Linked DNA regions of Mus musculus: all the other regions are linked to region 4. A link is a contact called in public Hi-C, HiChIP or PLAC-seq and promoter capture Hi-C data. All regions are on one chromosome and are shown on one strand. The core of a region is the stretch at or near the end of the contact, and the rest is flanking DNA. Distances in the headings are between cores, read along the strand shown. Region 1 holds the start of 1110051M20Rik (RIKEN cDNA 1110051M20 gene). Region 2 holds the start of Mapk8ip1 (mitogen-activated protein kinase 8 interacting protein 1). Region 3 overlaps Phf21a (PHD finger protein 21A). Region 4 holds the start of Dgkz (diacylglycerol kinase zeta). Region 5 holds the start of Pex16 (peroxisomal biogenesis factor 16). Region 6 holds the start of Arhgap1 (Rho GTPase activating protein 1).

Region 1 (4,019 bases), core at 1,517-4,016, 510 kb before region 4:
TTTGTCCAGGGTTCAAGGACTAGTTGAATTCCAAGAACACTGAAACTTTTCAAGAGCCCTGAAACAATGAATCTACTCACAGACTGTCAACACTGCCCCTAAATTAGTCTTGCACTTATGCCTCTTAGAAAAAGACCAACTTCTTTGCCCCAAGTAGCAGTCTACCAATATACCACGCCTCTGAGATATGTACTTTAAATAGCAAAAATCCAAGGAACTGAACAAGGAATTAGGATGTTCAAATATTTTGCAAGCTCATGAGTAAGTGAAAAAAATACATAAAATCTTTAGCCAAAGTGTTTGTGTTGACATTGTTATGCATTAGATATAAAGTTATTTGTGCTATTACTCTGCTGAGTAGTTGTATGTCAACTTGACACCAGCTAAGGTCATCCTGACAGGAGGAACCTCATTTAAGAAAATGCTTCCATAGGAAGCAGCTACCACTGGGTACAAAAGCTGTGATCTCCTGGTCCCGACACACTTCCTGCTATAACTCAGTTCTTTGGCTTTAATCCCAGTTTCATCCAGCAGGATTCCTGCTGCAGTCACTTCTCACTATGTGCATCAGTTAATGTGAAGTTGTTTTATCACCTTTTTCTTTTGTATGAACACAACTTCAGGTATGAGAAAGATACTGTGAGTGTATGTATGTGTGACTGTGTGTGTGTGTAGTCCAGGTCAACCTTGGGTGCCATGCCTCAGGAGCCATCCATTTTGTTGTATTTAAAAATTATTTAATTATTCAATTAGGTCTCCCACACTCGCTCTGTCTCTCTCCACCTCCCTCCCTCCTCAGTGTGTGTGTGTGTGTGTGTGTGTGTGTGTGTGTGTACACACACACATGCAGAGGTTAGAAGAGGCCCTTGGGTCCTCTGAAGCTGGAGTCACAGGTAGGTAGGTAGGTGCTACAGCCCAAACTCAGTTCCTCTGGAAAAGTAGCAAGAGCTCTTAACTGCTAAGCTATCTCTCCATCCCCCAAGATAAATATCTTTTTATTTAAAAAACAATTTTGAATCAACTTTTCAAATGATCAAGAAATTTTAACCATCTGCCAGGTCTGGAAACTCACTCCTTTGAGTCCAACACTGGGTAGACAGAGGCAGGAGGATCTCTGTGAGTTCAAGGCCAACCAAGGCTACATAGTGAGATCAATTCTCAAAACATAAACAAAATATGTATACAGAGTTGTATTTTATTTTAAAATGTGTATGGTACATTCATATAATAAAATGTTATTCATCCATGTAAAGAAATGAGTATCAAGACACAAAACGACAAGGGGGAACCTAAACACCTACTGAAACACGAAAGAGGCCATCTGAAGAGCTTATACACTGAATGATTCCCATTATTCTCAAAGGGGCAAAACTTTAGAAGTCAATAAGATCAGTCATGGAAAGGAAAGGAGCAAGGAGAGGGGTGAATGAATGGGGGATGCACAGAGGAGTTTTAACCATGAAAAGATTGTTTTACATCTTAATGTGGATATATGAGAATATGAATTTGTCCAAGTCCAGAAAACTGTACAATACAAAGAGTGGACCCTAATATAAACTATAGGCTGTTGGTAATCACACTGAGCTAATATTCAGTTGCAAGAAATGTACCACACTAACACAAGAAATTAATAATAGAAGCTAAATAGAAGATACAGAGGGAAAAAACTCTACTATCAGCTCAGTCCTCTTTAAGTTTAAAACTACTCTAAATGTTTAAGCTATGAACTTTTAAATGTGTATGTGTGCATATAAGTGTATACACAAGGTCTGGAGAGATGGCTCAGCGGTTAAGAGCACTGACTGCTCTGCCACAGGTCCTGAGTTCAATTTCTAGCAACCACATGGTGGCTCACAACCAACTGTAATGGGATCCAATGCACTCTTCTAATGTGTGTCTGAAGACAGCTGCAGTGTACTTATATAAATAAAAAATAAATATCATAAAAAATGTTTTAAAAAAATAAGTGTATACACAAACGTATACAGTAAATGTGTTACACACTCACTGCAGGGTGCTTAGCAAAGTACAGTACTTAGTACCACACAGCCTTAGCTCAAGGGTAAGGTCAAGTTCTGCAAGGGGAAAATCTGATCCTAATACTAACTGTATGAGGTCTTATGCAATTGTCTCTTTAGCCTTAGTGTCTCCATCTGTAAAGTAGCAAACACAGCAATCCCTTCTATGATAATGCTGCATGCAAAATGCTTACCTCGTGCAGAATGCCTAATGAAAATGAAAAGCTCGAAATAACCGTGCACTATGAAGGCAAAATTATTATTTACAAAATGACTGAAGTCATTTCAGATGCCAAGTTTGCGTCAATACAAACCTATCAATAATAGCCTTGTTTGGGGCCTCAGATTCTTAATTGTGTTACTTAGAATGCAGTCCTCATTGCCTGAGAGCCAGTCCATATAATTCAGCCATTCTTTACTCCATAAATGTTATTTTTCATCCAGGTTTGGCCCTACATTCAGGCTCAGGCCCTAGAACCCCTTCTTTCTGTCCTCCCGTCCCATCCAGACCCGCTACCGTTCAGGCTCCGCCCCTGTCTCCTACCCACTCCTTCCCCTAACACATTACTCCTTTCTTTTCCCGACGCTGAAAAAAGCCCCTACCCAGATACTCGTAGTCCGGTAGAGCTAGGCGCTCGGGACTCAGCATCCTTTGACCGGGTAGTTTCCACGCTCCAGCTTTCTTCTTCCGGAACCCAGGTTACAGCCTGTCTCTGTTGCCATGGCACCCAGGCGGCCAGAGGAGAACTAGAAGGCTGAGAGGGTGTCACGTAAACAGTCTCCGACTGGCAACGTAGAGCCTATCACACAAGTTCCGGAAGCAGTCACTTAGAGTCTGATTTTCTTTAACTCCTATTTTTGGGATTTGGTTTTAGAATCTGTGAATTAAATTCTCTGAATGTGTCGTATTTTGTGATGCTGAAGAATTACTATCAGTGGCTCATATCTGCAATTTCTGGATTTCATAGTTTCTGTTTATTCTAACAATAATGATCATGTATGGCCTCGCCTAACACTGAGATCTCATTATCTATTATTAATCACTTTTAGGATTTACTCTTTCAAGTTGGTACAAAATGTTCTTTGTATCTTGGCAGCTTCTGGAGGTCGGGGATACGTCTTTAGCATAGAGATACTACTAAGGGCCACTGAGCAATCCAAGGGACCCCATGTGGTGAAAACAGCCTACCAACTCCTCCAAGTTGTCCTCTGACCTCCACAAATCCCCTGCCCCAAATATATATCTCGACAGGGTCTCACTGTATTGCCCAGTCGGGCTTAGAACTTGATGTGTAGACCAGGATAGCCTTGAATTTAAGAGATCTGCCTGAGCCTGCAGCTCTCAGAGGTTTTAATGTTTTAAAGGTGTGTGCCCCTACACCCGGTAAAATGCAATTTTTAAAACTACTCATCAAGTCCTCTGTAAGTTAATGACCATTCCTCTCAAATTCCCTTTAGCCGTTTGAGACTGCTTCTACTTCCTATTATTTGACATCTTGTCCAAGTGCCTTTCCTTTTTCCTACAAAGTCACTTCATTTCTCAAAGGAAATGGGTCAGAAACTAGAGCATTTATTACATATCCTCAGCTCTATCCTTTCTGAAGAAGAAAGACTATTCCTTTCTTTTCAAATAACCAGATTTTCTTATCTCCTCTCTCTGTGCAAGAACAGGAAAGAGATCTGTACAGTGTCACAGTCCAAACCTAGCAGAAAAAGCCACTCGATCCTCACTTTTGTTTTGTTTTGTTTTGTTTTGTTTTGTTTTGAAGTAAGTCCCTGCCCCTTCAACAAGGAGAAGTTTTCGAAAGAGGAGAGGTTTTGTGACAAAGAAAGAAAACGAAATTGATGTCATCAAAGGAGTGACTGGGAATCCCACAGACCACCTACACTGGAGTAAGTAAAGAGGAGGCTCTTCTCTTATGTTCTGAGGGGCCTATTCTTAGTCTCCCCAAAGGAGCTACTCAGACCTTGTAATTCTCCCTTTCCCTTAAATTTGTATAT
Region 2 (3,953 bases), core at 464-2,963, 450 kb after region 4:
GGTTCAGTGAACTACCCTGGAGAAACACTTTGACAGAAACAAGCTGTACAGATTTCTGCCAGTGTGGCCGGCTACCTGTTGAACAGTGACTTGGTGCATACTGTCTCCTTCCCAGGCAGGAATCAATATTAATTAACCCACTCCACAGATGAGACCAAAGACAAAAGCAAGCTTGGATCAGGCAGCGAGGAAGCAGTGGAAACAGGATTCGAACCTCTGTCCCTCGCAGCTAATTCTCTTCCCCTGCAAAGGCCTGACCTACCAGGGAGAATCTGAAGCATTAGCCTGGAGGCTTTCCTCAGGTTTGGAACCATCCTCTGGCCCCCTCCTTCTGGTTCTCTCAGCTGGGTTTAGGGCCTCCTTGGAGGATTCAGGGCCTGATCATACCATTTAAGATCGTGTGTGTGTGTGTGTGTGTGTGTGTGTGTGTGTGTGTGTGTGTGTGTGTGTCTGTGTGTGTGTGTGTGTGTGTGTGTGTGTGTGTGTCTGCCCACCTGAGGACCTGGGAGCTAGAGACCCCTTCAATAGATGACAACTTGGCGCCAGAGCCCAGCTGGGGCCTGGCTGGAGCAAGGGTCCCAGGAGAGAGAAAGGCGCCTGCTCCTGATGGGGAAACAATGAGGTATGTCTCAGCTTCTACATTCTGGAGCAGTGACACCCTTCTCTTCTTCGTCACTCTCTCTCTCTCTCTCTCTCTCTCTCTCTGTGTGTGTGTGTGTGTGTGTGTGTGTGTGTGTGTGTGTGTGTGTGTATGTGTGTATGTGTGTGAAAAGGTGAAGAGAGGACAGTCACCGGTTCAACACATCATGCCTTACATCTCTGAAATTCATTCACCTGGTCTAACATCAGATGGAGGGGTGGGTCAAAGAGGAGCTCAGTTCGGTGTCCTGAGTCTTTACACAGTGGGGACCCCCCAACAGTATCCCTGGATATCCACAGGCAGATTCCCCTCCCTCAAGCAAATTGGGTTTCACTGGTTGAGGCCAATCCTTCTGCACCTGTCCTGAGATACAACTGACCAGGGAGCTGCCCAAATTCAGAAGACCCTGTCCAAGATCGCCTAGCAATCTGACCCATCTGGCCAAGCTAGCTGGGAGAGGGGTTCACGACTCTTCTTAAAGGACCAAGGGTTTTGAATTGGGGCCTCTGGGCCCCCAACCCCTTAGCCTACTTCCACCTTGGGTTAGATACCTTGAACGCGGCAGGATAAAGTCTGGGCGGATTGCTGCACCGGGAATTCCATCCAAACCCCAGACCCACTCCCGCCAAGGTGGAGGGGAAAGGCGACCTCCCAGGTTCCTGCCCCAGATCCACCTCAATCACCCCACCCCATGACACGGAATGGCAGAAGGAGCTGCGGGGGGCCACGCGGTGGCCACCAACCTGGACTGGAGGTTGTGGGGGCTGGGGGCTCGGCCGGGAAAGGACGCCGCCCTCAGGGTCTCCAAGGATCCCGAGGTTCCGGGCCTCGATCCTTACCTGAAATTGGGAGGCGACGCGATGTGCAGTCCCAGGAATGGGGAAGCGGCCGGTGGGGACGCGGCGCCCCCGCCCAGGCCGCTCTCTCGCTCCGCCATTCCGGGGTGCAGCCCTGGCCATCCGGGCGGAGAGCGGCGCGGGAGGCGGCGGCGGCGGCGGCGGCGGCAGCAGCGGAGGCGCGTGGAGGAGGCCGCCGCCGCCGCGGGGTTCGGACTGAGCTGGGGCGGGCGCGGCTCCGGACAGCGCGCCGCTTCGCCTGCGGCCCCCGCGAGAGCGCCCCGCGCGCGCCCCCGGGCCGGCTGGGGTCTTGTGGCCCCGCCCCCGCCCCGCCCCGCCCCGGCGCTCTCCGAAGTGCTGACGCTTCGATCCCGTGGCCCTGGGTCCCCTCGGCCTCCCTACACATCCCAGGGACATTCCAAGCACTGGCAAAGCTTTGCTCTCCTCAGAGCTGGACCTAGATCGAGGGCATCAGCGGATGGCAAGATCCTGCTCCCCAAGTCCGTCTTTGGCCTTCCACAGCAACTGGGGTAGGAAAAGGGTTACAGAAGATGGCTGAGAAAGGAGAGATGGTGGTGGAGTGGGGTCCAAGAGCAGTCAGCTATGGGGCCAGGTGACCTAAGACCACAGCTTGGTTCCACAAGTGAACAGGCAGTGGAGAATTGCATTAGTGACCTCATAGTTCCAAGGCTTGTCTTTCCCATGTGTGAAATGGAATATGAGCCCTCCATGAGCATGGGGAGGAAGAAAAACGATAGAAATACTTGTCCCTGGGAGCTGGGAACACCCACCTGTGCACTGGGATCACCTCCCGCAGAAATCTCTGAAGGCCACCTCTATCAAGACCCACCCTTTAGTTTTGTTTTGATTTTTGAGACAGGGTTTCTCTGTATAGCCCTGGAACTCACTCTGTAGACCAGGCTGGCCTCGAACTCAGAAATCCGCCTGCCTCTGCCTCCCAAGTGCTGGGATTAAAGGCGTGCGCCACCATGCCCGGCCTAAAAATGTGTAGCCCAAGCTGGCCTCCAACTCGTGATCCTCCTGCCTCTGCCTCCTTCAGCAAAGACCCCCTTGAGCCCTGACCACCCCTGATAACCTGAGTGATGCTTTTGGTTTCTTAGCCCTGTGAAGCCTCTGTATGCCAGGACTACCCCATCACTTGTTTTTCTTTCATTTCCAGTTTGTCCTGGAAGTTACCATGTAGCCTCAGCTGACTAAGAACTGATGACAATCTTCTTGAGTCTCCTGCTAAACTGGGGGATTAGTGTGAACTCCTGTGCCCAGTTCTCAGCACCTGTCTTCCCACTGCGTTTTCTATCTAGCACCCCTTTTGCACTCACACAGTCCTGAACTGGCTTCTCCTACCCTAAGGCCTAGGACCTTCCTCATCCCCAGGGCCGGATTCTTGAGAGCTTTGTGGTTGCTTCTGTTCCTTGCACCCACTCTGGGTCTAGCTGTGCTTTCTTCCTGGTTCTCTATTGGGTTTTCTCACACAACACCGTTTACCAAGACTCGAGTCCCCGTTTTTGGTGGCTCAGAGAGCCTCCCTGCCAGGTCACCTCTGGCCACAGACCCTGCCCTTCACATAAATGGAGCAGGACAGACCAATGTTCTACAGTCTGTGCAAACTTGATTGCCTCCTTCCCCTTTCCAGCAAGAAGCGTAGGCACCTACCTTGTAGTACTCAATCTCCCTGCTTCAGCCCTGAGAACACTCCAGAACCTAAAGCCAGAGGCCTTGGCTGCCTCTCCCCTCCCTGCCACTGATGCTTCAAGAGGTAAAGGTTTGGTCACTTTAACTCTCTGCTCTGGCTCAGGCCTCTCACAGGAGGCCCTGCCCAAACCATCTGCTGTTAAGGCACCTTCCTCCCTCCCTCCCTCCCTCCCTCCCTCCCTCCCTCCCTCCCAGGAAAGCAGCCATGCCTGATTAGCATGGTTAATGTGTGCTTGTCTCCACTGGGCAGCATCCCCAGGAGGTCAGAAGTGTGTGAGTATGTAGGACAGTTCCCTCTCATAGAACCTCTGCTCAAGAACAAAGGTATCTCAGCTTCTCCAGCCACGCCAAAGCTACATGAGAAGCCCAGAGAGGGAGGCCAGTCTTAGTAGAAAGTAGGCCAGCAGAAGCTTGGAGGCAGAGCCAGGAATGAGATGTGCCCTAGAGTAAAGCTCTCCTTCTGTTTATAGAGCAGACTGTGATTTTCTTTGGCTTTGCATGAGCCCCTCTCGCACCAGGAACACCCATGTGCACGGCATTCTGGCCAGATGGTACAAGACAGGGCCAGCATCCAGGCCTCAGGCTTGGCAGTAGCTTCCTTAACTGTGTCTAGAGGGCACACATACCTTCTTAGCACATTATAAAGAATGGACGCAGTACTCTGGATCTCAACAGGCTACTCAGTACTACTGAGAGGTGGCACGCAGGAACTGATCTTGGTACCCTGTGTGGTTTGGGCTGACTTTTGTTGCTAGCATACCACA
Region 3 (3,727 bases), core at 1,097-3,596, 320 kb after region 4:
GGCACATGCCCTTAATCCCAGCACCCAGGAAGCAGAGGCAGGTGGATCTCTGTGAGTTTCGAGCCAACCTGCACTATACATTGAGTTCCAGGCCAGCCAGTACTACATAATAAGCCCCTGTTTAAAAAAAAAAAAAACATTAATAGAAGTCTGGGATGTAGCTTAGTGATAAGCTACTCGCCCAGCATGTGCAGTGTTCCAGGTTCAGTTCTTCATGCCACAGTGATATACACACGCACATATATACACACACATATATATTTAATATACATATACATGTAAAACCATGAGATATTGTTTTACCACATGGGCAAAGTAAATATACATAATATCAACAATAATTATTGATATGGAGTTGAGAATCCTGTGTACTAGTGGCTGGTTTGCCACATGGGGAGCAGCATTTGTATTTTGTAGCAAATCTGAAATGTGCACCTATGTGTCTTATTCTAGAGCATCATTGTCCAGTGTGGCTGCAAATGTAAAGTAGTCTTTTCTAGTTGCTGCGTTACAACAAGAAAATAGGTAGGAGTCATTTTAAGTTATGATCATCAGTTTTAACTACATATTTTATAAAATGTACTATTTCGCTGTAATTTTAAATCTAAATACTTAATTTAAATTCTGGAATCTAAAATACTTCAACATATGATCAACATTGTAAGTCTCCTGTGAGCTGTTTTACATTTTTTTCTTTACAAAGTCTTTTAACCTGGTGTTTGTATTTTCTACCTGTAGCATGTCTCATTTTCTATAGCCGCATTTCCATGTTCAATAGCCACATGTGGCTAACAGATACTGTACTGGACAGGGTAGCTCTAGAGGTGCCCTTAGTGATGCACAGAGGGACTTGTTTACAGTGGACTTTTTCATAATAGCTGAAACAGAATCAATCCGAGCATCTTTTGACAAATAAATTGTGGTATATTTTTAGAGTAAAATGATATACTACAGTTACAAAAGAAAAATGAATGAACTACAGATTTGTTAATCATCATGGGGAATTTTGCAATACTGGAGGAAAATTAAAATTACAGAAGGATACTTAAAAGCTATTAAAATATAATTGGGACCTGTGTAGTTGAAATGAGAACTTGGCTAATGTATGAGGTTGTGAGGCCCTAGGTTCAATCCATAACAACACACACACACAGTTACAGTTTGCAGGTACATATGTAGTAAAGTCGTAAATTAAAATGAGTGAAAAATTCAGAAGTAGTTTTCTTACAAGCCAGAGAACGATACAACTGGAGAGAAGTGGCTTGCAGATAGATAGATGACACATGTCATTAATGCTCAGTATATAGTTGATATTCAGTTTCACTAATCAAAGAATAATGATAATGAAGTGGATTTCTTTTTGCCTGTGAAACTTGTTAAAAATGTGAAGATGTGGTGGTGTGGCTTGGCACTGATCCCAGTGCTTAGGTGACTTAAGCCCAGAAGCTTGAGAGCTCGAGGCCAGCTGTGCTACAAAGCAGGTGCTGTGTTGAGCAGTCCTGTCTCTGTGAACAGTTCGTGTACTTGGAGAGCAGCAATGCCCACAGATGATAAGACTGTGCAGCCCTTTGGCTAATAGAAATCTACATTTTAAATTGATTTCAGTGTTTTTGTCTTTAGTTTTGGGTTGGGAGTGTTGTTTACTCTGATCATGAATGTTTGGTATATGCAAGGCCCTAACTTCAGTCCTCTGCACCAAAAGAAAAGATTTAAATGAAAATACATTTCTGTTTTTCTGTGAGATGCTCATTTTATGCAGCTGCAGTTATCCTAAGGATAATGGATGGTGTTCTATTCCAGTGGATCTCAACCTGTGGGTCGAGACCTTTGGGGTCACTTACCAGATATCCTGCATATCTGATATTTACATTTTGATTCATAACTAGCAAAGTTAGAGGTACGAAGTAGCAATGAAATAGTGTTATGGCTGCAGGTCACCACAGCATGCATTGTAGTGAAGGGTTGCAGCATGAGGAAGGGTGAGAACCACTGCTCTAGACTTACTAAGTTAGACCCCAGTGCCAGCCAGTCCATGTTTGAGAAACGGCTAGAGATTGGCACAGTTCCCAACCTTTTTCATCTGAGTTTTGAGACTGAACCCAGGCTCCCATGCACAGTGTGGAGTGTTCAGACGCTGAGCTGTTCCTCTATGCCCAAACATTTTTCTTTAAACCAGCATTTACGATCAGGTTTTGACTGATTTGGCAATCAGCAAATAAAACTATTGTCTTTATTTTGGTGTAGAAACGAACAAAAAGCTGTGCATTTGGGGAAATTGGGTAGCTATGTGACCCTATTACAATCTAGACCTCAAACCTGCTGCTAGCTTTAATCAGGCATTCATGTCTCATTCTGAGTGAGAGTCGCTTCTGAGTATTCAGGGATACTTTCACTTTGAATAGAGTGCTAATAATAAAGTCTCTGGAAGAGAAAAAATTACTGAGTACTTTTCTGAACAGTGTTTGGTCTCAGAGTTAAAACCAGAGGAAAAGAGTCCCAGCCAGGTGCTCTGGATTTGACCTGCCTCCATACCTATTAATCTGAAGAGAGCCTGAGACCCAAACAGTGGAGGAAACACACAGCCTTTCGTCTTCCACATGTGTCTGCTTTAGACAGAGTACGTCTGTGCTGCTTTTCTCTCCTAAAGAGTATAGTTCCCACTAGCCTTCTCTTACGCTTGCAGCTCTGAGTCAGTCTGTCTATCTGTCTGTCTGTCTGTCTGTCTGTCTGTCTGTCTGTTTTAGCCAAGGAAGTGACATATCAGTCCAAACTGTGGTTTCTTGATTATGAACTTGGCAGGCCTGTGAAAGATGGGTAGCCAAGGAGCTAAAGGGATCTGTAACCCTATAGGTGGAACAACATTATGAACTAACCAGTACCCCAGAGCTCTTGACTCTAGCTCATATGTATCAAAAGAGGCCTAGTCGGCCATCACTGGAAAGAGAGGCCCATTGGACTTGCAAACTTTTTATGCCCCAGTACAGGGGAACGCCAGGGCCAAAATGTGGGAGTGGGTGGGTAGGGGAGTGGGTGGGAGGGTATGGGGGACTTTTGGGATAGCATTGGAAATGTAAATGAGGAAAATACCTAATAAAAAGTATTAAAAAACAACAACAACAACAAAGAAAGATGGGTAGCTTCAGTTATTACTGCAGTTGGGAACTAAGAAAACATGTTTCTGACACAGGCAGGAGGCAAAAGACTTGCTGAGGAGAGTTTGGAATGGATGTATTGCAGAACAAAACTCAGGATCAGGCATTGATTGAAATGGCCACATGACAGGAAGAAATAATTCTGCAGGTTTGAGCTCATGTGCTCCCTGATAGACTGTGCGCTAGGTGCTCAGTACTGCCTGACATGCTAGTCCTCCGAGAACTCTGGCACTGGAGTTCTTCATGGTTCTATCTTGTTTGCTGTGTCAGTTACTGACCTGAGAGAAAATACAGGTGTGTCAGGATTCTCTCTGATCAGTTACCCCCATTTCCTTCACATCTTGCCCAGAGTACAAGTTGTTCTTAGAATCTCTCCCTCTCCCTTCTCACTCCTCCCTCCTTCCTCCTCTCATTCCTCTCCTCTCCCTTCATCCCTTTCTCCTCCTATCTTCCCCTCCCCTATTTTTCCCTCTATTGTATGGAAGAAAAAAATATTCAAGTTCTTTAAAATGTGATCTTAAAAAGATTTAAAAATAGTTGAATGAGAACATAAAATATTTCATCACTTTTTGATT
Region 4 (3,630 bases), core at 693-3,192:
ATGCCCATTATCCCAGCACTTGGAAAGCTGAGACAGGAAGACTGCTGAATGTCTGAAGCCAACCTAGGCTAGATAATGAATTCTAGGCCAGCCTGGGCTACAACTGTTTTAAAAAGAAATGCAAAAGGAAAAACAAAACAAAACAAAACAAAACCTTGGCATGGAAGTTCACTCCCTTAGTCCCAGGACTTCAGAAGCAGAGGTAGGTGGTTCTCTGTGACTTTGAGGCTAACCTGGTTGACAAAGCAAGTTCCAAGACAGCCAGGGCTACATAGTGAGACCCCCATCTTAATTAACTAACTTAACTAAAAGGCAGGCAAACAAAAGAAGCCCTGTTTGGGTCTGGAGTTCTCCCATGGTTCCGCTTGAGTGGTCACCTCTTCTCACTCCATCCCTTATCACCTCCACACACCACACTGTCTTGGGGGAGGCCCTAGAAGGTTCTCACACTGACAGCACAGCAAAATGGCTGCCTCCTAGGCTTCCTGGGCTTGTCTGGGGCACCCAGCCATACTCAAGGAGGACAATATAAAAATGTCTCAGAGGGCCACATTAATCTCCAGCTGGCCTCTGAGAGCCTGATGAGGGCAGGGCGTATGGGAGATGGGGGGACGGCATGAGCAAGCCACATGCTTCCTCAACCACCTGCTAGGAAGGGCCGCTGGCCCCTAGCCAAACCACCTCACATTTGATGCTGGCTACTAGGAAAAACCTGGTATAGTGGTGTGACCCTGTAATCCCCAGCACTTGGGAGGCAGAGGCAGGAGGCAAGACCATCTTGAAGGATACAAGTTCAATGTCAGCCTGGGCTACATGAGACATGTTTGTAAATAAATAAGTAAGTAAGCAAGCAAGCACTTAGGAACCTAGCATGTACACTACACACCCTCAGCAGATCAACTAGCCACCCATCTACTTTTCCATGTGCAAGGTGGGTCCAACCACCACAGGCCAGCATGAGGGTCACTCTGCAAGGATGCACAGAAAGCACCTGATGCTACCTGGCAGACCTAGGACACGGTAGAACCGCAGGGCCTATGGTCGTGCCACCTCCTGAGGTTTGTTTCTGCCCACAGCGGGGGTGGGAACCCAGAAAAGGAAGCAGGAGTGCCCAGGGTGGCCACCGCTCACCACATGAGGAAGAAAGCCATACAGCCATGCCACCCGGGCGTCTGTTCCTGAGGAATGCCCTCTGCACCTGGCATGAGGCGGGTCCTCCGGGACCCCTCAGCCTCCAGAGGGACCTGCACAGGACACCAGTTGGGTCTTGCCACAGTAGCTACTTCACGCCATGGGAAGGCCTCTGCTCCATGAAGGCTGGCCTGGGTAGGGCACCTGTTCTCTACCAGTCCCAGAATGAAGGCCTGCCTGGTCGGAGGGACTGCTTGCCAGAAGCCAGCCCTGGCTGCTCGGCTCCCACAGCCCCAGGGGTCAGGGGGAAGAGAGGAAATCTGGGAAGGCAGCCAGCTCGTCTAGGCTGGCCTGGGCTGATCAGGCAGGGTGCGGACTTTACCAGGTCTCCTCACTAAAGAGATTCTGCTCCAAACACAAGGACAACATGCAGGTAAATGGGTGGGCCAGGGCTGAAGGGTAAGAGAGCTAAATGAGAGCCAAGTATTTCTTTCAGGGCCTGCCCAGGCGTGGGGGGCCCAGCAGGCCCAGCTCCTTTCCATCAGACCGAGGGGGGGCTGGCAGGGAAGCCCTTATCTGGAGATGGTGGTGCCTGGGCCTGCCCTGATCTACCCTCCCCAGATCCACCCAGTCACAGAAGGGAGCAGGAGTTAAGGAAGAGTGAGGACCCCCCCCCCTTTTGACCTGATCTGGAAGGACAAGCAGGTGGGGACTGGGGTCCCAGGCGCCTCTGCTCTTGCTCCAGTTTGCTGGGATTGCCGGCCTCTGCAGAGCAAGTCCTAGTTTGGACAGCTAGCTGCAGTGGCTCCGCTGCCCCCTCCCCCTCACCACCCTCCTCCCCCAAGCCGGAGACAACAACCGTTATGAAAATAGCCCAATTGGTAACCGACTGCACTTCCTCTCCCAGTGGTGGCTCCTGGCCCTATAGCAGGCAGGCAGCAGGCGGTGGGTGGGAGGGTGGGCGGTGCACACGCTAAGCACAGGAGCCTGGCCTCCTGGCACCTCTCTCCCACGTCGTCCCAAGCCAGGCCGAGTGACAGCCATCAATACACTCTTTCCTTCAGTAACAGGCCAGCCCACACAGTGTCTGCACAGGGGAGATGGGGTATATAGGAGGGCAGGAGTGGGCCCCCCTTTTAAGGAAAAGGAGACAATTGCTTACTGTCCTCCTATGTCCATGGGACAGGTTTTACAGGGTCTTAGCCAGCTAACCACGCTGGTTCCAGACAAAACAACCACAAAAATAATTATCTATTGAGTGTTTCACAACTTAGACAGCCTTTTCTCACCAACATTATTAGCCAAGAGGCTGGTAATTCCCCTGTGCGGGAGGCACTGTCCCTGCTGAACAGATGGTGCACCTGAGGCTCTTGGGAGCTGTGACTCCTGTCTTAGGAGTAGCTGAGCCAAGACTCCAGAGCCTGGCTCTTCTGGTCCTGTCAAGGGGGTCAGGGGCCTTGCTGAGCTGCCTGGGTTCAGGCCAGTAGAAGAATGTTTAGGAGAGATCAGCCGGTGTGACACCTGCCAACCCCTCCCAACCCCTACGCTCATGTTCCCACCCGAATCCAGAAGCACTTCCCATTTTTCAGAAATAATTTCTTTTTCTTTTTTTTTTTTTTTGGTTTTTCGAGACAGGATTTCTCTGTGTAGCCCTGGCTGTCCTGGAACTCACTCTGTAGACCAGGCTGGCCTTGAACTCAGAAATCCGCCTGCCTCTGCCTCCCAAGTGCTGGGATTAAAGGCGTGCGCCACCAGCACCCAGCCAGAAATAATAATTTCTAAAACTCCTAGAAGGATTTTGTCTGGGGAGCAGGTGATAGGCACTAAGACTTAACCAAATAGAATCTAAATTTAAGAGCATTAATCTTTCAGGAGGCAGAGGTAGGTGGATCTCTGAGTTCAAGGCTAACCTAGTCTACATAGTGAGTTCTAGGCCAGCCAGGGCTACACAGAGAAACCCTGTCTAGGGGAAAGGGAAGGGAAGGGAAGGGAAGGGAAGGGAAGGGAAGGGAAGGGAAGGGAAGGGAAGGGAAGGGAAGGGAAGGGAAGGGAAGGGAAGGCAAGGCAGAGAGGGAGGGAGAACAATATTGCATAAAACACAACAAAATCAGTAAAAAGACACTGTTTAACTTAAAAACATTATTGTTTGTCCTATGTGTGCCAGTGCCACCGACTACATGTGAAGCCTGGTGATCAAATTCAACAGTCCAACTTGGAGGCAAGTGCCTTTACCTGCTGAGCCATCATGCTGGCATAGTTTATGCTTTTGCAAACCTAATATCTGGTTTTCTAGCAGCAGCTGGTTCCTGCGAAGTAAAGTCCCTGCACAAGACACCAGGCTGCCCTGGTGGAGGAGCATGAAGGAGCGAGCCTCACTGTGTGTGAAGTCAGGGAAGGAAGGACAGTTCACCAGGTTTCCAGATAACTACGGCTATTCTATGCCATCACGAGAAAACACGACCAGTGTTCTTTCTCTGTTTTTCTTTCTTTCTTTTGAGG
Region 5 (3,631 bases), core at 883-3,382, 420 kb after region 4:
TGTTGGGATATGGAGGGGAGGTGATGGACCACTCTGTCCTCCAGGGCCTCTTTCCTTCCCAGAACAAAAGACCATCTGATGAAATCTTGCACCTAAGTACTTGCCGGCATGCACACACAAGTACAAACACATACACCTTCACTTCAGTGGCAGCAGAGGGCTGGAGGAGTGGCCCAGAAGGCAGTAAACTCATTGACTTCCTGAGGCCAATTCCTAAGCCAAGCTTGCCTCATCGTGTCATGGGCTAGAGGACACTGCCAGAAGCCTTAAATAAGTGGTTGGGCCTCCTTGGGCTTCATCTGTGTAAGAATTCCCACCAATCGGACAGGGTTGACTATGACTTACTTTCTCATGGCTGTGACAAAAGAAACACCTGGCAGAGTAAGCTTAAGTGGGTATTTATTTTGGTTCACAGTTACAGGGTACAATGCATCCTAGCGGGGAAGCCGTAGTTTCCTAAGCCAGAGGCAGCTGGCCACATTGTAGCCACAGTCCGGAAACAACAGGAAGACAGCGCAGGTGCTCGGCTTGCTTTCTCTTTCCTTCAGCTCAGGACTCTAATCCAAGCGATAAGGATACAAACATCCAGACCGAGGCCCCTAGATTCAGTGTTTCTGGGAATACAACCATGGATGTGTTGCCATAAACTCGGAGCTTTGTTGCTACAGCGATTCCAAACCCACCAAGCCATCAACGAAGATCGAGCCATCACAATTGCCAGTAGGGTGAGGAGCACGTGAGGCCTCAGGACAGGGTGAAAAACGACTTCCACAGTTCCCATACCAGACTCTTCTGAGGCTCACCGCACCTTTCCTTGAATCTTTGCTGGCACGAGTGGTTGGCAACAATGGGAGCCTGGCTCCACATGGATCAAAGAAAGGGAAGGAAGTGGTGGCATGTTGGGACACTTCATTCCCTGTGCCTTAAATTCCTGGTGAGTGTGCTGCTTAAACCGCCTGGTTCTGGCTCAGGCTATTGGTTTTTCGAGACAGGGTTTCTCTGTGTACCTCTGGTTGTCCTGGAACTCACTTTGTAGACCAGGCTGGCCTCGAACTCAGAAATCTGCCTGCCTCTGCTTCCGCCTCCGCCTCCGAAGTGCTGGGATTAAGGTGTGTGCCACCACTGCCCGGTTAAACGAGCATTTCTTAACTCCTGAATCCATCTTTCCAGCTCTCTAATGAGAATTTTTATTAGTGTTTTATTAATTGTACAAAACAATGTGCTTTGTCTCTTGTGCTGGCACATGCCTTTAATCCCGGCACTTGGGAGGCAGACGTAGGCAGATCTCTATGCATTTGAGGCCAGCCAGGGGTTCACAGTGAGATCCTGTCTCAAAACATGCAAACTAAAATAATGAGCTTCATTATGACATTTTCGTACATGCACGTAATATAGTGGATGGGCGTAACGGCATATTCTGTCCTTGTCTAAAGATAATATCTGGTAGGGTATTAAATGTATTACAATTCTTTATATACCATAAATTCGCGGGCGGAGTCCGCAATGGCGCAGATTTGCCAAGCCCCCTCTTCCCACAGCCAATCAACTGCCTCCCAGGAACGGTTCCCTCCCTCCACTTCTGCAGCACCTTGACAGCATTGCAGCTCAGTTCATGAATGGAGCCATAGGAGTTTCCACCAACTCTTGGAGGCCAGCTTAGAACCTGGAAGTGCATCCAAGGGCCGGAAAACGCTGGGATTCATTCCGAGTTCAAGGTCCAAGTCGGGCCCAAATAATTTTGTAGATGAGGAAACCCGAGGTGCAGATCGGGGAAGCTAATGCGCAGGGTCGTCCCTAAACGGAGAGCAGAGGGATAGGCCAGGGTATTCTCCAAGGAGGGAGTCATCGGGTACGGGTTTTGGGGGTCCATGTGTTCTGAAGAAACTGGAGCCGAAGCCACTGTTCTAAATCTGCTGGTTAGGCTTGCCCCAGCAAAAACCCGGCACTGGCTTTTGTGAAAAACTCGAGACTGGCGGCTGCTGAGACCTATTTACGACAATTTCAAGGTTCCCTGTGCCTTAAATCCCAAACTCTTTGCTTCCCGACCCTCCCGTTCGAGCTCTCGGCGATCTTCTGAGAAAGTCTGAGGCTCCTTAGTACCTTCTCTAGTATGAACTGTTCAGCCTGCCCGCAAGTTGTAACTACGCAGGCGCCAAGACAGCCAACCAAGGAGGCTGCAGATCGGGTGCCAGAAGCTCTAGAGAGCTTCAGGGCGGAGAGAGAAGGAGCCAATGGCTGGAAGGAGGGAGGGTGGGAGCTCCCGGTCTCGGGGAGGAGGCGCTAGAGATGGGGTGAAGGGGCGTTCAGGGGCTCCGCGGGTCTAAGTCCTCCTGGGCTGCGGAAGTTGAGCAACCGGGAGGCGGGCTTAGGGCCGGAAGCAGGAAGGAGGGCTCAGGACGCAGGGCGCCGCTGCCAGCCTTGCTGTCGGCCGGTGGGACTGTCAGTGGCCAGAGCAGGATGGAGAAGCTACGGCTCCTGAGCCTCCGCTACCAGGAGTATGTGACTCGTCATCCAGCCGCCACGGCCCAGTTGGAGACGGCTGTGCGGGGCCTCAGTTACCTGCTGGCAGGTGCCACACTGACCTTTGACCCATTTCTTGGGGACTCTGACCCAGGAACCCTATGGCTCTTTGCCTGCTGACCCAGGGTAGTGGTCGCGGTGCTTCAGTTCTGTCTGGGTTCCTGTGGCGTAGAGGAAACTAGAGAACCCAAAGCCGCAGGGTAAAACAGACGCTCACCAACGCCTTCTATACCTTCTTCCCTAGGTCGCTTCTCCGATTCACACGAGCTGTCTGAACTGGGTAAGTTGGACTCTGGGCTGGGGAGGGAGAAGGCTTCCAGCGGAACCTTGATTGAAGGTCCTGAGCTTCCCTCTAGATCAGCTGTCCATCGCCCAAGACAGTTGGTGTCCCCAGAGTTGGGCGACCTGTGAGGGCTCTGACTGGCTTCTCACTCCTGGTTTTGCTTAGGATTAAGCAACTTTCCTGACCTTGCTAGTTCATCAGACCTATGAGTATGAGAAGGGCACTGTTGTTCTGTCTAGCTGAAGGAATACAAGTTCAGAAAAGTCCTTGATGTCAGGACCAGTGTTCAAGTGCCCCCACCTCCCTGCTGTAAGGGCTCTGTTTGCTTAGTGGGGGTAGTGAAGATCATGAAAGGATGAGGGGGATTTTGAAAGGTAGGTGTGATGTAGTCCTTCAGGGGGGACCATCTGAAGAGAGCAAAGATGAGTTGGTGGGACCACACATTTGGCTGTTTGGAACATGACAGGCAGTTTTGAGCAGCTCAGTAACCAGTGCTGTCCAGCAGAGCAAGGGCTGGCTTGTCACTCCAATCAGCTCATTTCTTACTGGCTCAGATGTCATCATGGAGAGAATGGGGCTCTGAGGTAGTGGGCGGAGAGGCTTGTTGGTTTCCACACAGTCTGTGGGTAGCTGTGATCGGTAGGGCTCTGGGGTAAGGGTGAGAGGGGTGAAGGCCACAGCAGGGCCGGCCTCTCAAGACCACAATCTGCTTCTCAGTGTACTCTGCCTCGAACCTGCTGGTGCTGCTCAATGACGGGATCCTGAGGAAGGAGCTTCGAAAAAAGTTGCCTGTGGTGAGAACTTTGCCAGGAGCTGGGGGTGGGAAGC
Region 6 (3,931 bases), core at 662-3,161, 300 kb before region 4:
TTTTTGATTGTTTTTGAAACAGGGTTGTCCTGGAACTCACTCTGTAGACCGGGCTGGTCTCGAACTCAGAGATCTTCCTGCCTCTGCCTCCCTAGTGCTAGGATTAAAGACATGCACCACTCCCCAACTCCTCCCCCACTTTTTTTTTTCATAAGATGAAACTCTAAGGCTAGCAGCAGCCTCTGAGGTTGCCTCTACACTATGGTGCTGTGTGGTTTGTTTTTTTTTTTTTTTTTTTTTTTTGGTTTTTCAAGACATGGTTTCTCTGTGTAGCCCTGGTTGTCCTGGCACTAACTCTGTAGACCAAGCTGGCCTCGAACTCAGAAATCCGCCTGCCTCTGCGTCTGCCTCCCCCCGCCCCCCTCCCACCCAGTGCTGGGATTAAAGGCGTGTGCCACCGCGCCCAGTTCTATGGTGCTGTTTTATATCTTCAGTCAGTGAAGACCAGAGAGTCCACTCACCTCTCCTTAAAGGTGTGGAAAGCTCTAAACAGCACAGCCTTTCAGCAAATACCAAACAGAAAACGCTGCAAGAGCACCAATACTTTTAAACAATCCTTACTAATGCTTACAAAGCACAGGCGTATTTGGCTTGCATCGTGTCCTCTGGTCTTCCAAAGGATCTCGGTAACAGCCACAACTTTCTTTTACAGGTGAGTAATATTAGGTGTGTAATTTAGCTAACTAGTTAACAGGTTTGAATCTGATCCTGGTAACCTTAGCTTCTGACCTTTGTCTCTGCCAACACAGTAGGAATTCAGGTTCTCACAACTTCTTTGCATCTGCTTTAGTTACTGCTGCTTAGGTAGAGCAAGACAGCGCTGCAATGAAGGGACAATTATTTCTCGAGTTTGAAAATATCCTGCTTCTAACAAACTGGAAGAGCTGTCCGGAAATGTCTGAACCTCCCCCAAACTTTCAGACAGATGTCCGACTCCTCAATACCTCCTCGTGCGGTGTCTTCATTCCCTCGCCCTTCTCCAGGACGGACTCATCTTCCAGAGGTCCCCAATGCAGGCCGGGCTGCAGGGGTGCTCCTACACACCAGACCCCCAAGTGCTGATTCCTGGATCTCGAGGGGCCCACGGCCAAGCCCTGGGGGAGGCTCCTTAGAACAAGGATGGCAGGGCTCGTACCCGGCGGGCAGGCTTTGAGGCCCGGAGCAAAGCCTTTTCCGGAAGGGCTCCATCCTGAATCCTGGCCCAGGGGTGGCTCTGGGGCTGCAGGGAGACGGGAAGGCAGTAAAGGAGTGGTCCATGAAGGCGTGGGGTTGGGGAAAGAGAGGTACAGGGTCAGCTATGACCCAAGAGTCCGAGGGATTAGCAAGGTTCTAGTTAGTAGGGCCCTTGAATGGTTGGGAGGGAGTCTAGTCTCTTAGGGCACCGGAGCAGGATCCCAGGCTCAAGAGAAAAAGGGATGTAAGGGAATGCGCTGACTAGAAAAACGCTGTGGCCATCTAGTCCAGGGCTGAGGGTCGCAGACATCGCAGGTCACTCACGGTGCGGCTCTATTTTCCCCAAGATCACCTCCTCCACCTCCTTCATCGTGGGACAGAGATTCTCTCGCCACTCCCCTCTACCGGAAGTGAGCGTTTTTGTCCCGGTTCCTCCCGGAAACAGTCCTTGATTTTCAAATTTAAGCTCAAGGAAGAATCCGGGTGGTTAGGCATCATTGAAGGATGGACCTGGGAGTTTGGAAGTACTTGACAGATAAAACCCTGTCCGATGGGCGATACGAACCTAGGATTTCAGAGGCCCGCTAGTTTCCTGCATCTGGAAAAGCGGAACCCAACTCACTCACTTTAGGTAGCGGCGAGTCGGACAGCTCGGCTAATTAACCTCACATTTTGTCAGGTGATTGCCGGAAGTGGGCGGAGCACCAAGAAAGCCTTGTTTGGTCCGGGCAGCAAGCCGGAAGTAGGTAGAAGAAATGGCGGAAGTGGTTGGGGAGCTGGGGGCCCCCGAGGGGGCGGTTCCCATTCCCATCTCGGAGCCGGATGTTTGCCGAGCTTTGACAGGCGTGGCAGAGGAAGCATTGCCGGAACGAGGTGAGCTGCGGAGCGCGGGGTCTCTTTGGGCGTGGTGGTGGGGAAGAGCTGCTCTGGTCAACGGAAGGAATTGGGTCGGAAAGGGGAAAATCCGAGGCAGTGGGTCGGGAGTGGAATTGGGCCCGAGGGCCTGGGTCTCTTCGCTGCCGGGATTTTTCCCATTTCGGCGCCTGCAATGAGAAGACAGCCACTTTCTCTGACTTGTTCCTGCCCTCCCTCTGCAAGGCATAGGCCAAGCCAGAGCAAGCCGGTGGGAGGGAGGGAGAAGTCGTCCTGATCAGATCTGGCATAGCACTGAGAGCTAGAAATCAGGGGAAGTGATCCACCTTGTCACTTGATAGGCCGTGCTTTCATCTCACTTTCTTGTGAAACGAAATACACTCCATTCGTTGTTTGTTTTCGGACTCTATGCAAACATGATTATAGTTTAGAGTTGCAGCCTTGTAGGATTTGGGTTTTTCCAAAGTCACAAAACAGTCTGATTCCAGCACCAGCAAGTACTGTGACTTCAGTTTGCCCTGAGAAGTCTGGCTGCCCTTTCGTGGCGCCTCTTGGATCCCAGTGAACTTTGTGACCGACAGTCACTTAAGATCACTGTTGAGGGGGTTGACTTTAACCTAGAGAACACCTCAAACTGGAACTTGTGGGTTAAAATCCTGCGTCTGGGTTCTATGATCTGTAGCAGTTTGCTCCCTCCCTCCCTCCCCCCGCTTTTTGTTCAAACTGTAAAATGGTTTTTATAGCATATGCTGAACTACTAGTGCAGTTGTGAGGTGAATTTGTGCCCAGTTCATAGTACAAATATCCGTTTCCTTCTCCACTTATGAAATTCATTCATTCATTCATTCAGCTAATGACAGTCTGCTATGTGAAGACTCTGAATAAACTCTGGTGCTATGTGCATCACTCTGAATAAATTGCTTTGGTGTGTGTGTGTGCCCGCGCGCGCTCTCTTGTCGCGCATGTGCTGGAGAGACCCTGTGTATGCAGGCAAAGCGCTCTACCACTGAGCTATGGACTTAGCCCTTGAAATAGGTTCTTAAGCAATAACAGGGGGTTTGTGAAATCTTTAAAATGCATGCAAGGTTTCCATGGATCTGTTCATTTTTCCTAGTGAAAAAGTCCACAAACATCAAGAATTTCAGAGAGAGAGAGAATCACTGTTTTACAAAAGTCAAAGCCTTTGCCTGAAGTGATTTTTTTTTTAATTTAATTTGATTTATTTATTTTTTATTTTTCGAAACAGGGTTTCTCTGTATAGTCCTGGCTGACCTGGAACTCACTCTGTAGACCAGGCTGGCCTCCAACTCAGAAATCCACTTGCCTCTGCCTCCCGAGTGCTGGGATTAAAGGCGTGTACCACCACGCCCGGCGCCTGAAGTGAATTTTAAATACTTTCTAGGTAAATGGTTTACCTGGTCCAAATGGAATATTAATCTGAGAGAGTGGCTTTTTGCAGGTGGCAGATATATTTCATTTCTACCATTTTATGTTAGAATTTCCCTTCTCAGGCTTCATCTACCCATTGACTAGCAGATAAACATCCGGCTCCCAGAAGGCACCAGAAGCAGGTGAGAGCGGCCAGGAAGCTGGCTGGCACTACTGTGCTTTTACTAGCGAAGGAGGTTATGTGGGAGTTGGAGGTCAGCTCTAGCTGCACTGACAGAGAGAAGTTCCCAGGGACAGAGGTGGGGGTTGAGCTCAGCTTTCTTCTCCATAGTCTCCCTCTCTGTCCCTTGCACATAGCTCAGCTTCTGAGCAGGATAAAAGGAAAAGCTTCTGAGCACGGAGAGGCACAGCTCTGGGAGGGAGGAGCCTCTGCTTCTGCAGATGAGCAAAGTTTAGGCCAGACAGGAAAGGCGCTTCACTTGTCTGCGATCTTTGC

Evidence for each region. A called contact is a pair of places that touch in the nucleus more often than the background predicts. HiChIP or PLAC-seq counts read pairs in DNA pulled down with a chosen protein or histone mark. Capture Hi-C pulls out chosen DNA fragments and counts their contacts.
Region 1: an HNF4G HiChIP or PLAC-seq map of pancreatic cancer cells shows a contact between it and region 4. The contact joins the promoter of 1110051M20Rik here to the promoter of Dgkz in region 4. A contact is called at or near these places in 1 of 39 promoter capture datasets (liver) and 1 of 115 datasets of contacts at active chromatin or transcription factors (pancreatic cancer cells).
Region 2: a contact with region 4 is called in an H3K4me3 HiChIP or PLAC-seq map of forebrain, with 4 times the contacts expected there. The contact joins the promoter of Mapk8ip1 here to the promoter of Dgkz in region 4. A contact is called at or near these places in 2 of 39 promoter capture datasets (cranial neural crest and neural stem cells), 10 of 115 datasets of contacts at active chromatin or transcription factors (VIP interneurons, acute myeloid leukemia, embryonic basal ganglia and 7 more) and 1 of 9 other capture datasets (embryonic stem cells).
Region 3: a contact with region 4 is called in an H3K4me3 HiChIP or PLAC-seq map of bone marrow-derived macrophages, with 3 times the contacts expected there. The contact joins the enhancer-like site here to the promoter of Dgkz in region 4. A contact is called at or near these places in 1 of 15 datasets of contacts at CTCF or cohesin (the NIH/3T3 cell line), 2 of 115 datasets of contacts at active chromatin or transcription factors (bone marrow-derived macrophages and microglia) and 1 of 9 other capture datasets (macrophages).
Region 5: a contact with region 4 is called in a Hi-C map of natural killer cells, with 4 times the contacts expected there. The contact joins the promoter of Pex16 here to the promoter of Dgkz in region 4. A contact is called at or near these places in 7 of 39 promoter capture datasets (the 3T3-L1 cell line, cranial neural crest, embryonic stem cells and 2 more), 4 of 484 Hi-C or Micro-C datasets (CD4 T cells, natural killer cells, nephron progenitors and 1 more), 19 of 115 datasets of contacts at active chromatin or transcription factors (the NIH/3T3 cell line, acute myeloid leukemia, craniofacial prominence and 14 more) and 3 of 9 other capture datasets (adipose tissue, liver and macrophages).
Region 6: a contact with region 4 is called in a promoter capture Hi-C map of liver. The contact joins the promoter of Arhgap1 here to the promoter of Dgkz in region 4. A contact is called at or near these places in 9 of 39 promoter capture datasets (the C10 cell line, the HPC-7 cell line, cranial neural crest and 6 more), 5 of 484 Hi-C or Micro-C datasets (embryonic stem cells and muscle stem cells), 12 of 115 datasets of contacts at active chromatin or transcription factors (the HPC-7 cell line, bone marrow-derived macrophages, embryonic limb bud and 6 more) and 5 of 9 other capture datasets (adipose tissue, embryonic stem cells, liver and 2 more).

The regions. Positions count from the first base shown.
Region 1 is chr2:91,441,948-91,445,966 of GRCm38.p6, forward strand. It overlaps 1110051M20Rik (RIKEN cDNA 1110051M20 gene), which reads right to left and starts at 2,767. Exons shown (of 9, transcript NM_175123.5): 1 at 2,622-2,767. The coding sequence starts at 2,667.
Region 2 is chr2:92,399,550-92,403,502 of GRCm38.p6, forward strand. It overlaps Mapk8ip1 (mitogen-activated protein kinase 8 interacting protein 1), which reads right to left and starts at 1,714. Exons shown (of 12, transcript NM_011162.5): 1 at 1,480-1,714. The coding sequence starts at 1,577.
Region 3 is chr2:92,271,250-92,274,976 of GRCm38.p6, forward strand. All of the region lies in intron 6 of Phf21a (PHD finger protein 21A), which reads left to right. Among named protein-coding and RNA genes, the nearest start is that of Mir1955, 81 kb to the left of the region's middle. Within about 2 kb of position 2,347, at least 61 of the 459 cell types and tissues checked have an H3K27ac peak or open chromatin away from gene starts, as enhancers often do. A contact at or near this core is called in bone marrow-derived macrophages and microglia, where this site is marked.
Region 4 is chr2:91,948,406-91,952,035 of GRCm38.p6, forward strand. It overlaps Dgkz (diacylglycerol kinase zeta), which reads right to left and starts at 1,943. Exons shown (of 32, transcript NM_001166597.1): 1 at 1,816-1,943.
Region 5 is chr2:92,373,107-92,376,737 of GRCm38.p6, forward strand. Pex16 (peroxisomal biogenesis factor 16) reads left to right here and starts at 2,133. Exons shown (of 11, transcript NM_145122.2): 1 at 2,133-2,569; 2 at 2,765-2,800; 3 at 3,521-3,597. The coding sequence starts at 2,458.
Region 6 is chr2:91,648,207-91,652,137 of GRCm38.p6, forward strand. It overlaps Arhgap1 (Rho GTPase activating protein 1), which reads left to right and starts at 1,912. Exons shown (of 14, transcript NM_001359970.1): 1 at 1,912-2,046; 2 at 3,558-3,617. Zfp408 (zinc finger protein 408) reads right to left here and starts at 1,585. Exons shown (of 5, transcript NM_001347175.2): 1 at 1,498-1,585; 2 at 945-1,219. The coding sequence starts at 1,543.